Linked DNA regions of Mus musculus: region 2 is linked to region 1. A link is a contact called in public Hi-C data. All regions are on one chromosome and are shown on one strand. Each heading gives the region's core, a stretch centred on a gene start, on an enhancer-like site or on the middle of the called end of the contact. The rest is flanking DNA. Distances are from core to core; before and after follow the strand shown.

Region 1 (6,419 bases), core at 501-3,000:
TTTGTGTTGATAGCCGTCTGTGCTAACAACAATGTAGCTTTGAGGAAGAGACATTGGAGCTACAGTTTCCAACCTGCATTCTCAAACGGAGGCTGGGGCCTTTGCCCAGATGACCGGGGACCTTTCAGTGTGTAGGAGTTCAGAGAAAGAAATGCCTTTTCAAATGAACAACACCAGGAATGGTCTGTGCACGCAGCGGTCAACAGTCTGGCTTCCTGCGTTTCCCTTGTCCTGATGGACTCATGCTTCTCTTCTCACCCTTCCTTCCTGCAGACTGGATGAGCTAAATCTCTCCTGGTGCTTTGACTTCACTGAAAAGCACGTGCAAGCGGCTGTGGCACATTTACCAAACACCATCACCCAGCTGAACCTCAGCGGCTACCGAAAGAACCTCCAGAAAACAGGTTAGAGCTTCTTAGGCCAGGGCCCACCGAGGCTTTATGGTGGCCCACCAGGGCCCACCGAGGCTACCTGCTTGTCTCCCTTAGTCCGGTGTACCGGTTGTCTGGGTCTTCAGCCGAGGGACTGCTCATCAGAAGAGTTAGGCAAAGGCAAATAGCTTCTGGTCTGGGAGCAAGCTGTGAGTCCAGGGCCTAGACGGCGAGTGCTTTAAAGCTCTGTGTGTGTGTGTGTGTGTGTGTGTGTGTGTGTGTGTGTGTGTGTCTACTTGAAGACCAAGGTCAACATTGGGTGACTGACCACCTCAGTAGTTCTCCATGTTTCTTTTTTAATGTTTCCTTGTATGTGTGGGTTTTCTGCCTGTATCCCATGTGTGTGCAGAGTCTGTAGCGGTATCAGACCTTCTGCAACTAGAGTTAACAGACCCCTTGTTGTCTCGTGTGCTCTAGGAACCAAACTCCTGTCCTTTGCCAGAGCAACAAGTGCTCTCAGCCACAGCTCCGCCTTTTGAGTCCTTCTACCTTATTTTATAAGACCAGGTCTCTCAGTGACCCTGGAGCTCATTGATATTGCTAGACTGGCAGGCAAGCATCTATTTGCCCAGTCCTGAGGTTATAGGTAAATGCTATGCCGCCTAGGTTTTTGGGGGGTTTTTCGTTTTTTTGTTGTTGTTGTTGTTCTTTTTTCACAAATGCTACAAATCAAACTCAAGTACTTTACTGACTGAGCCAACTCCTCAGTCCCAGAACTGTTTTTTTGTTTTGTTTTTTGGGTTTGTTTTTGGTTTGTTGTTGTTGTTGTTGTTTTGGTGTTTTGTTTGTTTGTTTTTTCCTGGAACTCACTCTGTAGACCAGGCTGGCCTCGAACTCAGAAATCTGCCTGCCTCTGCCTCCCAAGTGCTGCTCCACCACTGCCCAGAAGAACTGGTTTTACTAAAATAAAATTACTATGCAGACCCCAATGTAAATGTAGGTAAATACAATAAAGTCAGCCCTCTCAATCTATGGGTTCTGTATCCAGATTCAACCATTAACAGATCAAAAAATAATCAGGAAAAACTACTGTATCTGTATTGAACATCTAAGAACTTTTCTCGGCATGAGTCGCTGATCAGTTGAGTGTAACACACAGCATTTACATCATATTAGATATAAGTAAGCAGACAAGAAGATGTGCATAGTGACTTCAGTGCCCTTGGATTTGAGCATCCAAAAGGGAACCTGGAGTCATTCTCCCAGGGATACAAAAGCATGCCTTGACTGAGAAGTGGCTTTTATCTAGGAGCAAGCTTTGCTTACAAAGGAATGGTTTTGACAGTCTCAGGGCAGGTGTGCTGCTGCCATCTAGTGGTCAGCAGCCAGAACTGCTGCTGAACAGCACAGAAATCCAGCAAAATTGTCAACACTGTTAGGATTGAATAATCCAACTAGAAACCTGATAAGTTAGCATTTACACCTTCAACTTTTTAATTCATCTAAAAGACAATGTGGGTGAACACAGGCGTTTCAAGTCAGGTGGGGAATAACCATAGTGTTGGTCAAGCTGACACTTGGCTGTTTTTGTGCTCTGTGTGTAACACTGAGAGTCTTAATTTGTACAGCTAAGAGGTTGCAAAAGGAATGGTGTTTGTTGTTGTTCTTGTTGTTCTTGTTACTCCATAGCTCAGCCTTGGGCTAATATTCAATCTAGCTGCATGAAGCCAAATCAATTTAGGTACTAAAATCAACCCCGCCCGGTGTCTTGAGCGTGTTATTAGCTCACCCTGGGGAGAGGTAATTTACTTATTATGTTTAAAAAGATGTGAACCAAACATCTTGAAATGCATCCTAACACTTAGGTTGTATTTGGAAACTGTTTGTCTGGGGCTTGAGAAGAAGAAAGATCTGTCAGGCTAACATAATTGGTCTTCATGAGTGGTCTGAGATCTACATTTGAACCATTGTCATTGCAGGTGCCTGTCTTCAGACAGAGAGGCAGAGTAGACCTGTAAAACTGCAGCCATGTCTTGATTTCCTATCACTCCTTATGCGGTACTTCGACATTTTTCCCTTTAAACACTTTATATTCTTATAGAATAATTATATGGCTATTCTCAGAAATCAAGATGATATAAAAATACACAGAGCAAAACAGACACACCACGAGCAGACTTCCTGAATGCTATGAATGAAGCTAGAATGGAGGGAAGAGAGTAAGGCGGAGTGGGTAGGTCGCCTGTAGCAAGAAGGGACTGCCTTTGTATAGAACGGCCAGGGAGGACCTCTGATCCTATAAACACCTGAATACATAGAGGTTTGTGGAAGGACATTCTGGTGCAAGATGTGGTGACCAAAGAGAAGACCTCTTATCTAAATGAGAAATACGTAGGCGCTTGTGGGAGAACATTCTGGAGCAAAGGACCATGGGTACAAAGGCCTTTGGTGTGGGAGCTAACCTATGAGGTGGAGCAAAGGACCATGGGTACAAAGGCCTTTGGTATGAGGTGGTAGCAGAGGTAAGGCCGCCAACACAGTAGGAAGGAGCTGTGGCTATGCTGAGCGAGGCAGTGCTGTGACCTGACCTACCCTTGAAACTATGCACTCTGGTGCCACATTGAGAAAAGGCTGGAGGTGGGGGTGTTGGGGGAGGGGCAAACAGGGAGGACAGTTAGGAAACTAGGGTGGTAATGGCTGAGGTGCTAAGAAAAAGGATCAGATCTGAGCACATTTGGGACTGGCATAACAGGATTTGGTGACAGCAGACTGGGTATGAAGAGGAAGTAACACAGTTAACTGTGATCTCATGATCTCCAAAGTTTGGCCTAAGACACTGAACCCATGACATTATCAGGTGCTGTGCAGTTTAGGACAGGGACAGAGCCAGGGCAGGAACGGACTGTTTTAGACATAAATCTGGGTGAGTGCCACATAGCCAAATCAGTATGTTGAGAAAGATTTGAAAATACAAAACTAATATAGAGGAAATGTGACCACAGATACATCTATGAGAGTAATCACTCAAACATTACGTGGAGGTATCTATTTTAAATCAGTTACATTTTAAAAATTTGTTTTCCATTTAAAAAGTACCTCAGTTTATGTCACTGTCACCCTCCTACAATTTCTGCACAGTGTATAATCCCAGTGCTCGCTCTAGTGGCAGGCAGGTCACAGCCTGGCATGGTCCCTTCAACCCTTTCCTTTTCTCTACTTGTAGGAGGTTGTGTGTTTTGGTGAAGATTACAGTGCACTTTGTGTGTATTTTGTTTTGTTTTTCATGCAAAACCTTTCCTGGCATTTGTTTTCCACTTACTTGTTTTGGAAAGCGGAGGCTCTCAGGGAATGTATCATGGCCAATGCATGATGATCAGAGGCCTTGCTGGAGTCTGTTTCTCCTTCCACACCGCACTTGTGAGGCCTGATGGCTAGTGCTTCTGCTGAGAGCATCTAGGCAGCTATTTCACTAGTATCTCTTGCTCCACCCTTCTGCAGATGTTTATGCTCTTGATGTATTGTTTATCCTTTTTATGTTTTTTTTTTGTTTGTTTTTTTCGAGACAGGTTTTCTCTGTTTAGCCCTGGCTGTCCTGGAACTCACTTTGTAGACCAGGCTGGCCTCGAACTCAGAGATCCGCCTGCCTCTGCCTCCCAAGTGCTGGGATTAAAGGCACGTGCCACCACCACCCGGCCCGTATTGTTTATCCTTAAGACTATTAATCTATTTAGCTTATGTCAAACACACCATTTTTCCGACACTTCTATATGATTAGCATGGCAGAGCTTTGTTTTATTTTTGAGGCAGAGTGTGACTATCTAGCTCTGGTTGGCCTAGAACTGGCTATGTAGTCTAGACTGGTCCACCGTATGCAGCAGTTCTTCAGCCTCTGCCTCTCTGCCCTGGGATTACAGGTGGCTTTTCTTTGTGTGGACACTCTCTACCTAACCCGAGAGTCCGCAAGTAATTCATTGAAAGTTGCATTTATAACCCAAACATATATGGAATTTACTGGGTTGTAATCTGAGTTGGAAACTCATTCTTACAGTTATGGCAGGACAATTTTTTAATAAGTGTCCATGATTCCCCTCACTGAGCTGAAGAGACCTCCTGGTAAGCTGCTGTTTGCCTTTATGGACTGGCATTTGGTTCTATTGGGGTTTGTCTTTCTGTTTTCTGTTATGAATTGGGATTTCCTGGTCTTTCCAGCCAGTTACTTTGCTACATAAAGAGTTGTAATCCAGGGGTTCCCACAGTTCCTTTAACATTTACGGCAGATTCCCAGGTGCTCTCCTGGATGCCCTCGGCAGGAAACTTCTATGTTGGGACAGTCCTGTGTAATGTCAAACTTCTCTATCTGCCTGCCTCAGATGCCCCATACGTCCTCCTCCTGCCTTGTTTAACAGTGACCATGACCATGACATCTGTTTGCCTTTTTCTAGATCTTTGTACCATAATTAAACGATGCCCCAACCTCATCCGCCTCGACTTAAGGTACTGTTTTAGATCAAACTTTGGAGTACATTGGCTGTTTGTGAACTGGGGGAGGACCTAAAGCAGGGATTAAGCAGCAGTACTCTCGACCATCATGGTTTGACTCTTCCTTTCGGTTGCAGTGACAGTATCATGCTAAAGAATGACTGCTTTCCAGAATTTTTTCAACTCAACTACCTCCAACACCTCTCGCTCAGCCGGTGCTATGATATAATACCTGATACTCTACTGTAAGTATGATTTACATTTACGCTGGTGAAAAAGCACAGGCCAAAACTCGGTAGTAAAATCCATCTTTAGATGGATGAATACATGTTCAAAGCATGAACATTGATATTGATGTGCCACAAAATGCCCAGGAAAGAATATCGAAATAGTTCACAGAATGTCCAGTAATCCTGAATCGACTAAGCTTATTAACTAACTAACAGCTACTGTCTTAGAATGCTATCCTAGTGTCTGTGAAGGAGGCTTTTTCCTCTGGGGCACCCACAGAGAGCACGGAAGGCATGCCCAATGTGAGTGGGAAACATCTCCCATTCATTTTTAAAGCTCACAGGGAATTCCTGTAATCTAATGATGGGCATCTCGGATCGTAAGAAGAGGTGAGAAGAACTGGTCTATGAGAGCCTGATGTTATCTGAAAAGAGGGCATCTTATGTAGGTCCATGAAAGTTAAGAATCTCATGCAGGCATTGCTTACTTCATTCCAAAGTCTTCCTTACACCAAATAAAAGTGTACAGCAGTTTCACTGCAAACCACTAGGGCTTAGAACCTTGCACTCTCCCGGGTATACTGCAGAAGAGTCATCTGGCTTAGAGGAGAGTATGGTACTATTTATCCTACTATCAGAATGCCAGTTTTTAATTCTTCCTACCTAGAAATGGTGAATTTAAAAACAAATTATTTCTCAAATGAATGGATTAGATCAGTTTCAGTAATAAATGATCTATAAAGAATTCGGTAAAATTGGGAAGTCTGGTAATTATGTGACTAAACCAATCATTTTAACTAGTCTCATGTGTGTTGGCTAGCTAGTGTCCTGTTTAGAAAAACACTACCTAAAAAGGATGCAAATGTTGCAGCTCAAATTCACATGCATGGAACTCTGATACAAATCCCCAAATGCAGAATTCTAGCATCCACAACTCCTAGGATCTTCTAGTGTCTTTGAGGTGAGGAACACATCAGAAGTTCTTAATAGAAATACCAGTGTGTCTCAAGGACACTGTCCACACAGCAGCCGGAAACACACTGAAAAATAGCTCATGTCCTATCTCAGAGATGGGAAGGGGCAAGGCCTGACTTAGTGTCTTTTTATTGTTTTTGAGATCAAGTCTCACCATTCATTCCCTAAGCTGGCCTATGATCCAGCCTCAGCCTCTTGTATGATGACTGCCTTTTCATTAAACTTGAACTAAGAGCCCTAAAAGATGCTATCTTAACTATTTTACACAGATTAAAGAGCATCCTGTAAACGTATCCTGTTCCTCTCATGCTGAAAAGTCAGACGCCCCTGACTGGTTTTCCGGCATTGTAGCCAATGCACACAA
Region 2 (7,176 bases), core at 633-3,132, 70 kb before region 1:
GATGGAGACAGGAAGCATGAAGTACAGAATTCAAACCTGGAATCATTCTTGGCTAAATGAGCCCAAGGGCAAGGGCTTGTATTTTTTTTTCCTAATGTGACACTAATGCATTATTGGTTACTTGGAATTAATCATGAATGTGCTTAAGTCATTCACTTAAGTTTGTTCCTTGTTTCTTTCATGCATTTATCCATCCAACAAATAGTGCCTCTCTAACTCATCCCAGGGATGCAGAGAAGTTCAGTATATGAAAATTCATCAATGTAATCCACCATATAAACAAACTGAAGGAAAAAAACCCACACAATTATCTTTACTAGATGCTGAAAAAAACCTTTGATAAAATCCAATACTCCTTCATGTTAAAGGTATTAAAGTAATCAGGGATACAGAGCACATATGTAAACATAATAAAAGTAATATACAGCAAGTTAGTAGTCCATATAAAACTAAATGGAAGGGGCTGGTGAGATGGCTCAGTGGGTAAGAGCATCCGACTGCTCTTCCGAAAGTCCAGAGTTCAAATCCCAGCAACCACATGGTGGCTCACAACCATCCGTAACAAGATCTGACTCCTTCTTCTGGTGTGTTTGAAGACTGCTACAGTGTATTTACATATAATAAGTAAATAAATCTTAAAAAAAAAAAAAACAAGTCTATAAAAAAAAAAAACTAAATGGAGAGAAACTTAGAGCATTTCCACTAAAATCAGGGACAAGACAAAGCTGACGACTCTCTCCCTATCTTTTCAACATAGTACTTGAAGTTCTAGTTATAGCAGTAAGATATCTAAAGGAGATCAAGAGGATACAAATTGGAAGGAAGAAGTCAAAGTATTGCTATTTGCAAATGATAGGATAGTATATATATATATATATATATGCGCGACCCCAAAAATTCTACCAGAGAACTACAGCTGATAAACACCTTCATCAAAGTGGCTGGATATAAAATTAACTCAAATAAATCAGTAGCCCTCCTTTATACAAATGATAAATGGGCCAAGAAAGAAGTTAGGGAAACATTACCTTTCACAATAGCCATGAATAATATAAAATATCTTGGTGTAGCTTTAAGCAAGCAAGTGAAAGATCTGTATTACAAGAATTTCAAGTCTCTGAAGAAACAAACTGTAGAGGACATCAGATGGAAAGCTGTCCTACTGCTCATAGATCGGTGAAATTAACATAGAGAAAATGGTCATCTTCTCTAACTCACTATCTAAAGCTCTGTGTTTGTTCTTTTCTTAACAGTTCTCTCATACTTTCAGATCTTTCAATTCTGCAGACTTTCACTCAGTAAGAACCTAAATCCCTTTATAGATTCTTCACTGTTTCTGAGTTTTAGCTAAAACCTCTATTTATTCTATCCTAAATATCCTTCAAACAATCTTCTGTCTTTATTCAAGTACCTTTGCTTTACTTTAAGCCCACATTACTCCTTGACTTCACTATAAAAACAGACTTTAAATGGTTTCTGAGCTTCATTTCTCTAAGTCATATTTTATTTTTCCCTAACCCACCCAAATTCATATTTTATACTGTCATTAAATTCATTTTTCTAAACAGCAGTAGATCATACTTCATGGCACTGAACACGGAGATGAGCTAGTTCTCAACTAGGAGCTATACCCTAGATTTCAGAGGTACTGTCTTAACATCGTAGTGTTGGAAGATACTGCTCTATTCAATGCTACTACTAGAGGAGAACAGTGACCATCAGTCTCACTCCACTGTGAGCCCTGTAAGCTACAATAGCAACCTGCCTGTAAAAAACCCATTGGTGTAATAGCAGAGTAACCAACCACTGTAGTGAGAGCCTTGGTTTCTTGAAAAGCCCAGTTGTGTTATGTGAATATGTTTTTGTTTTATTCCTAGGTGCAGGGTATGAAGCTGTTTCAGATTTTCCACAGCTGTTAACTATGACTGTCTTGTGGTCTAGGGTGTGTGTAGGAGGGCGTGATTTGTGCCAGCTGCAGATGGTTAATTCTGGGTACTTTGAAAGGGTATAAATGCAACAGCCTTGAGAGGGGCTGTGGCGGCTGTGGCCCCCACTGCTGCTGCTTTTGCTATTGCTGGTTTGCTGTTGCATTTGCTGGATATTCTGACAACAAAGATTGGACTTACCCCTAAGAATCCAGCACCTTTGGATATTTTACTACACCTTAAGATTAGTGCATTGCTTAAACCTCATCAGAGAAGCTAAATTCATTACTAACTATAATAAGTAATTATCATATAGATCCAAAACTGGACAACAGCAGAAAGTGAAAGACTCTGAAGCATTCATCCCTAAATAGAATGAATGTCTTTATATCATTCCCCTCTCCTCAAAGAAAAGGGGACAGACAGATTGTAAGAGCTAGAGTTGCCCAGGAGCTCTAATATGCCCAGGATCGCAGGATCAGAAGTGCCCTAAACAGACCATGGACTCTAACTCTGCAGCCAGTCCCACATTCCAGAGGAAGCACCACTCCCAGGCGCTCTAATACTCCCAGGAACATATAGGATCAGAGGTGAGGAGGATACAACATCTGCTTCAATTCCAGAAGTAACTGGGACCAGTGTGAACCAGGCACCCAGGAACTCTGCCCGACCAGTGGCACAGGTTCCTTCCCTTCTGGGCTGGTGTCCTGAGCAGACCTTGGGTGTACACTCCGCAGCCAGTCCCACAACACCCAGAAGAAGCTCCACTCCCAGACACTCTAACTTGCCCAGGATCACAGGTTCCCAGGGTCCCAGGAGCTTAATCACACCAGGATCTCAGAGTCCCAGAGGCAGCTGAACTTCCAGGAGCTCTGACACACACAGGATCCCAGGATCCCAGAGAGAGCTGAACTCTCAGGATTCTGACCCAACCAGGATCACAGGAAGGACAGTCTCCAGTTAGATAGAGAGAGGGCAGGCAGCACTAGAGATAACCAGATGGTGGGAGGCAAGCCTAAGGACATAAGCAACAGAAACCAAGGTTACTTGGCATCATTGGAACCCAATTCTCCCACCATAGCAAGTCCTGGATACCCCAACACACTGGAAAAGCAAGATTCAGATCTAAACTCATTTCTCATAATGATGACAGAGGACATTGAGAAGGACATAAATAACTTCCTTAAAGAAATACAGGAGACATAACAATGAAATGTATCTTAAAATAATTATTCTGTCTGTTGAATATTAACAGTTGAAAATATTAAAATCATGTTCTACAAAAAAACAAAAAGGGAGAGAGAGAGAGAGAGAGCCAGAGTTGTTCAACTTCTCTCAGCGTATTGTGCATACCTTAGCCCACACAACTATGACCGAATGTGTACATGTTCAAACTCACAAAAATCCCAGCATGGAGAAGTTAAGGTAGGCACAGAGTCTCGTCCTTAAGCCAGATGCTATTTGTAAGTGATAGCGGCTAGGAGAGAGAGAAATCAGTTTTCTTCAAATGGAGTGATACTGGATATATCTACCACACCCAGAGCAGGCCACATGCTCGAGAATAGTGAAGCAACACAAAACATACTTTGTGGTATTTGTCTCATTGGTTGGTTTTGTTTTTATTTCTTTGTTTTCTTTTTATGTTGCTGCTTGTTTTAAGACAAAGAAAAACTATGAAGTTGGGTGTGTAGAGGGAAATGAGCTGGAAGGAGATGGGCAAGTGGTTAGAATATGGTCAAATATACATGTGAATATTGAAAAAATAATAAAAATATTTAAATAAAGACTATGTTCTTCCAAGTTACAAATCCTACCTACATTCTAACGTCCATACTTCTGAGGATGAAAGTGTGTGTCTCTAAATTGCCTGGAGCCCCTCTTGCTAGGGGCCTCCTGTTTAAGCTCTAGAGTCATGAGAAAGCGCGTTCCCAAACATCCTCTCACAGCACAACAGCTCGGTCACTTTCTAGATAAAACCCCTTTCATCTAGGTAACTATTATTCATTTCTGAACACTCAGCTCAATTTTCATTACGGAAATATTTGGTATAAAAATACCCTCCTAAGAGAGAACCTTTTTTCTATCCCCCAGAGTAATTTCCTTCAGCATAGGTGTACTCTCTGTGCTAACAACTTACATGAGAAGTCGGCAACATCACTGGAGTCTGCCGTTAAAATATTTCTAAAATTTCCACTTAGCTCCTTTATATAATTTCCAGCTGCCTGGTGAAATTCCCTACATCTCTTTATGCACATTATCCAACCTTTCCACTACATCTTTAAGCATACTAATTAGATATTTCCACCAATGATCTGCCTGATAATTCTAAAACTAGAGGCACTTTATTTCCTTATATACCTCAGAAATTCTTGTTAAAGACTAGAAATTTCATTTAAATGAATACAGAAGTTAAGCTAAATAACATATATTCAAAATGGGGCAGGCCTGCCTCGTTCTGTAGGGCCCTGAATGTTGGAGCACTGAATTAACCTACTGTACTTACTGTGAATTTAGACTCTGCTTTAGTTCCCTTCAGCTGCTACAGATTTCCGTTTTCCTTGTGTTTAGATGGCCTCAATACACAGGAATGTTTCTGGTACCTGTTTTCTGCTTTCAGACCATTAGGAGGGTACCTGTGCGACTATCACTCCTCTAACCACACTGTTTCTGTACAAATGAGTAGCTAGGGAAGGATGCTCAGATTTCCTACTTCATTTTCAATCTCAGACAGAGCCCTATTCACAGAAGCCTCAGTAGTACAGCTCCTTAGCAATAGGTCATCTTCCCCAATGACAAAACTTTGCCTGCTACACAGTGTAAAGTCCTGCACAAAGAAAGGGTTCCTGGTGTTTTCCCCAGGTCAGTGGGTTTGTTTCCTCTTCACATCAGTGCAGCGTCAGTGCCACCCAGGTTTCTTAACTCGCACCAGTGGTGGCTGACTTGTATCTATCTTTAGGACTTCTCTAAATTATGAACATCCTGGGGACAGAAGTTTATTTTTCTCTCACTACATATATGGGAAAGCACTTCAGTAAGGCTTAACAAATTCTTATAAAGATAAATGAATAACCTACATCAACTAGTAGAAAAGGACGAAAAACATGAAGGTAAATTGTAGAAATAATTACCTCCCTAGCACACACCTTGGAAATAACACAACTACTTACCTGATACACCATTTCCTTTTCCTTTTACACACTAGACAATGATAAAGGAAGTCAGTGTAGAGATGTTCGTGATGCCAGATGCTATGGTTTCAGTTCTATACAGTGCAAACATTTAAAAGTAATTCCTAAGCATACTAGGAAATACGGTACTTACACCAGTTGGTAGTCGTGTCTGAGAAATTTGACTCTTTGGGGTCAGGATGGACGTTTCTGTTCCGAGTGGAATCCTCTCTGTTGTGTCCATAACGTTCTTTCCACTCCTAGAGCAGAACCCCAATCGAAATATAGCAACTGTTATACTGTCAATAGTCTAGATGCAAAGTACTATAACCATTTTTCATCAGAAATTCATTAGAAGTCAGTATAATTTTAATAGTATCTTTAAAATCAATTTTTATCACCTTTAATTTTTAACAAAAACATTTTGCTGGCTATGATTGTATTATTTATTATTCTAACTAAAACTTCAAAAAAATATAATAATAGCAAGCTTACCCTAACCATATAAAAGATATAAGATGTTAAAAACCTTCTTTTACTTGAGCAAGCTATAAATACAGGAGATCTGATAAGTCACTTTTGGTAACTAAAGATGTATGTAAGACTATGACTCACAGAAACTTATGAGTTACCATGGAAGACAGTATGACCTCATTAACTAACATTCTATACCTTATACCTAACTGAAATGGTCATTTGAGAGCACCTATTCCATGTTTTATACAAGCCATTCATTCATGCCAGGCACTTTGGGAATTTTGAATACTTTTTTTTTTTAATGTGTATGTAGTCAAGTCTATTACAATTCTGGTAAATTGTAGAAGTTAATTTTTAAAAAAGATTTATTTATTTATTGTATGAATATGAATACACCATTGTTCTCTTCAGACACACCAGAAGAGAGCATCAGATCCCATTACAGATGGTTGTGAGCCACCATGTGGTTGCTGGGAATTGAACTCAGGACCTCTGGAAGAGCAGTCAGTGCTCTTAACCACTGAGCCATCTCTCCAGCCTAAAGTTAAAAGTTCTAAAACAGTGGTTCTTAACCTTCCTAATGCTAAGACCCTTCAACACAGTTCCTCATATTGTGGTAATCCCCTCCCTTAAAATTCTTTTCATTGCTACTTCAAAACTGTAATTTTACTACTGTTATAAATTTTAATACAAAATATGTAGCCCCTGTGAAAGAACTGTTCAACCCCCACAGGTTGAGAAGAACTGTCCTAATAGAAGGTGAAATTTATTTCTAGTAATGTCTACTTTTGGTTCTAACTGGGAAATAAAAAACATATCTATCCTTTAAAAATGTTCATTTTGAGAAAGTCTCTCTAGTAGGCCTGGATCTTGCTATGTAGTCCAGAATAGCTAGCACTCACTGAGATCTACTTGTCTCTGTGCTGGGATTAAGGCATGTGCTACCTACCATACCAAATATACAAGTCTCCTTTTTATACGGCATATGGTAGAATACACTGACAACTATGACATCTCCTTTTAAGTACTTTTCAGGATAAATATATCTGTTGGGGGATGGTTTTGTGCACTGTGTATTGAGATGCTGATCTCTATGCCCAAACATCTGGTTATAGTCTGGACATAGGCATGGTCAAGCATCTCTAGTCTAAATGTTAAGCAAACATTGTTTCCCATTACCAATGATTGCTTAATAAAGAGCTGATCAGCCAATTAGTTGGGCAGAAGAGAAGAGAACAGTGCCCTACTTCTGATCCCAGTTTGTGGGGGAGGGGGGGAGCGGGGGGGGGGGGTCTCAGGGAAAAGGGGGCCAGAAGAAGGAGAGGAGAGAGAGGGAGAGAAGAAAGGTGGAGAGACCATGTAGATGGACCAGGATTTGCCATGAGGTCACAATGGGAGAGCAGCCATGAGGACACAGGCGGACCTAAGCGAACCAGGGCAAGACTCAGATGCAGGCAAAGGACCACAGGGCTGGGAAGTAGACAGCATGACTGGAGAAGAATTACTCAGAACCACACCCAGCTTAGTGCTTGCAGCTTGCTAATAAAAAACACCAGGTCTCTGTGTCATTCATTCGGGAGCTAAACCCAGCACAGAGACAAGTAGAT

Evidence for each region. A called contact is a pair of places that touch in the nucleus more often than the background predicts.
Region 2: a contact with region 1 is called in a Hi-C map of Th1 cells, with 1.8 times the contacts expected there. The contact joins two enhancer-like sites. A contact is called at or near these places in 1 of 15 datasets of contacts at CTCF or cohesin (CD8 T cells), 36 of 484 Hi-C or Micro-C datasets (the C10 cell line, CD4 T cells, the G1E-ER4 cell line and 21 more), 2 of 115 datasets of contacts at active chromatin or transcription factors (bone marrow-derived dendritic cells and embryonic stem cells) and 2 of 9 other capture datasets (adipose tissue and liver).

Annotation. Positions count from the first base shown.
Region 1 is chr15:9,115,537-9,121,955 of GRCm38.p6, reverse strand. It overlaps Skp2 (S-phase kinase-associated protein 2), which reads left to right. Exons shown (of 10, transcript NM_013787.3): 7 at 274-404; 8 at 4,814-4,865; 9 at 4,988-5,095. Among named protein-coding and RNA genes, the nearest start is that of Skp2, 22 kb to the left of the region's middle. Within about 2 kb of position 1,750, at least 14 of the 459 cell types and tissues checked have an H3K27ac peak or open chromatin away from gene starts, as enhancers often do. A contact at or near this core is called in Th1 cells, where this site is marked.
Region 2 is chr15:9,184,772-9,191,947 of GRCm38.p6, reverse strand. Lmbrd2 (LMBR1 domain containing 2) reads right to left here. Exons shown (of 18, transcript NM_177178.3): 16 at 5,247-5,352. Among named protein-coding and RNA genes, the nearest start is that of Lmbrd2, 48 kb to the right of the region's middle. Within about 2 kb of position 1,882, at least 20 of the 459 cell types and tissues checked have an H3K27ac peak or open chromatin away from gene starts, as enhancers often do. A contact at or near this core is called in Th1 cells, where this site is marked.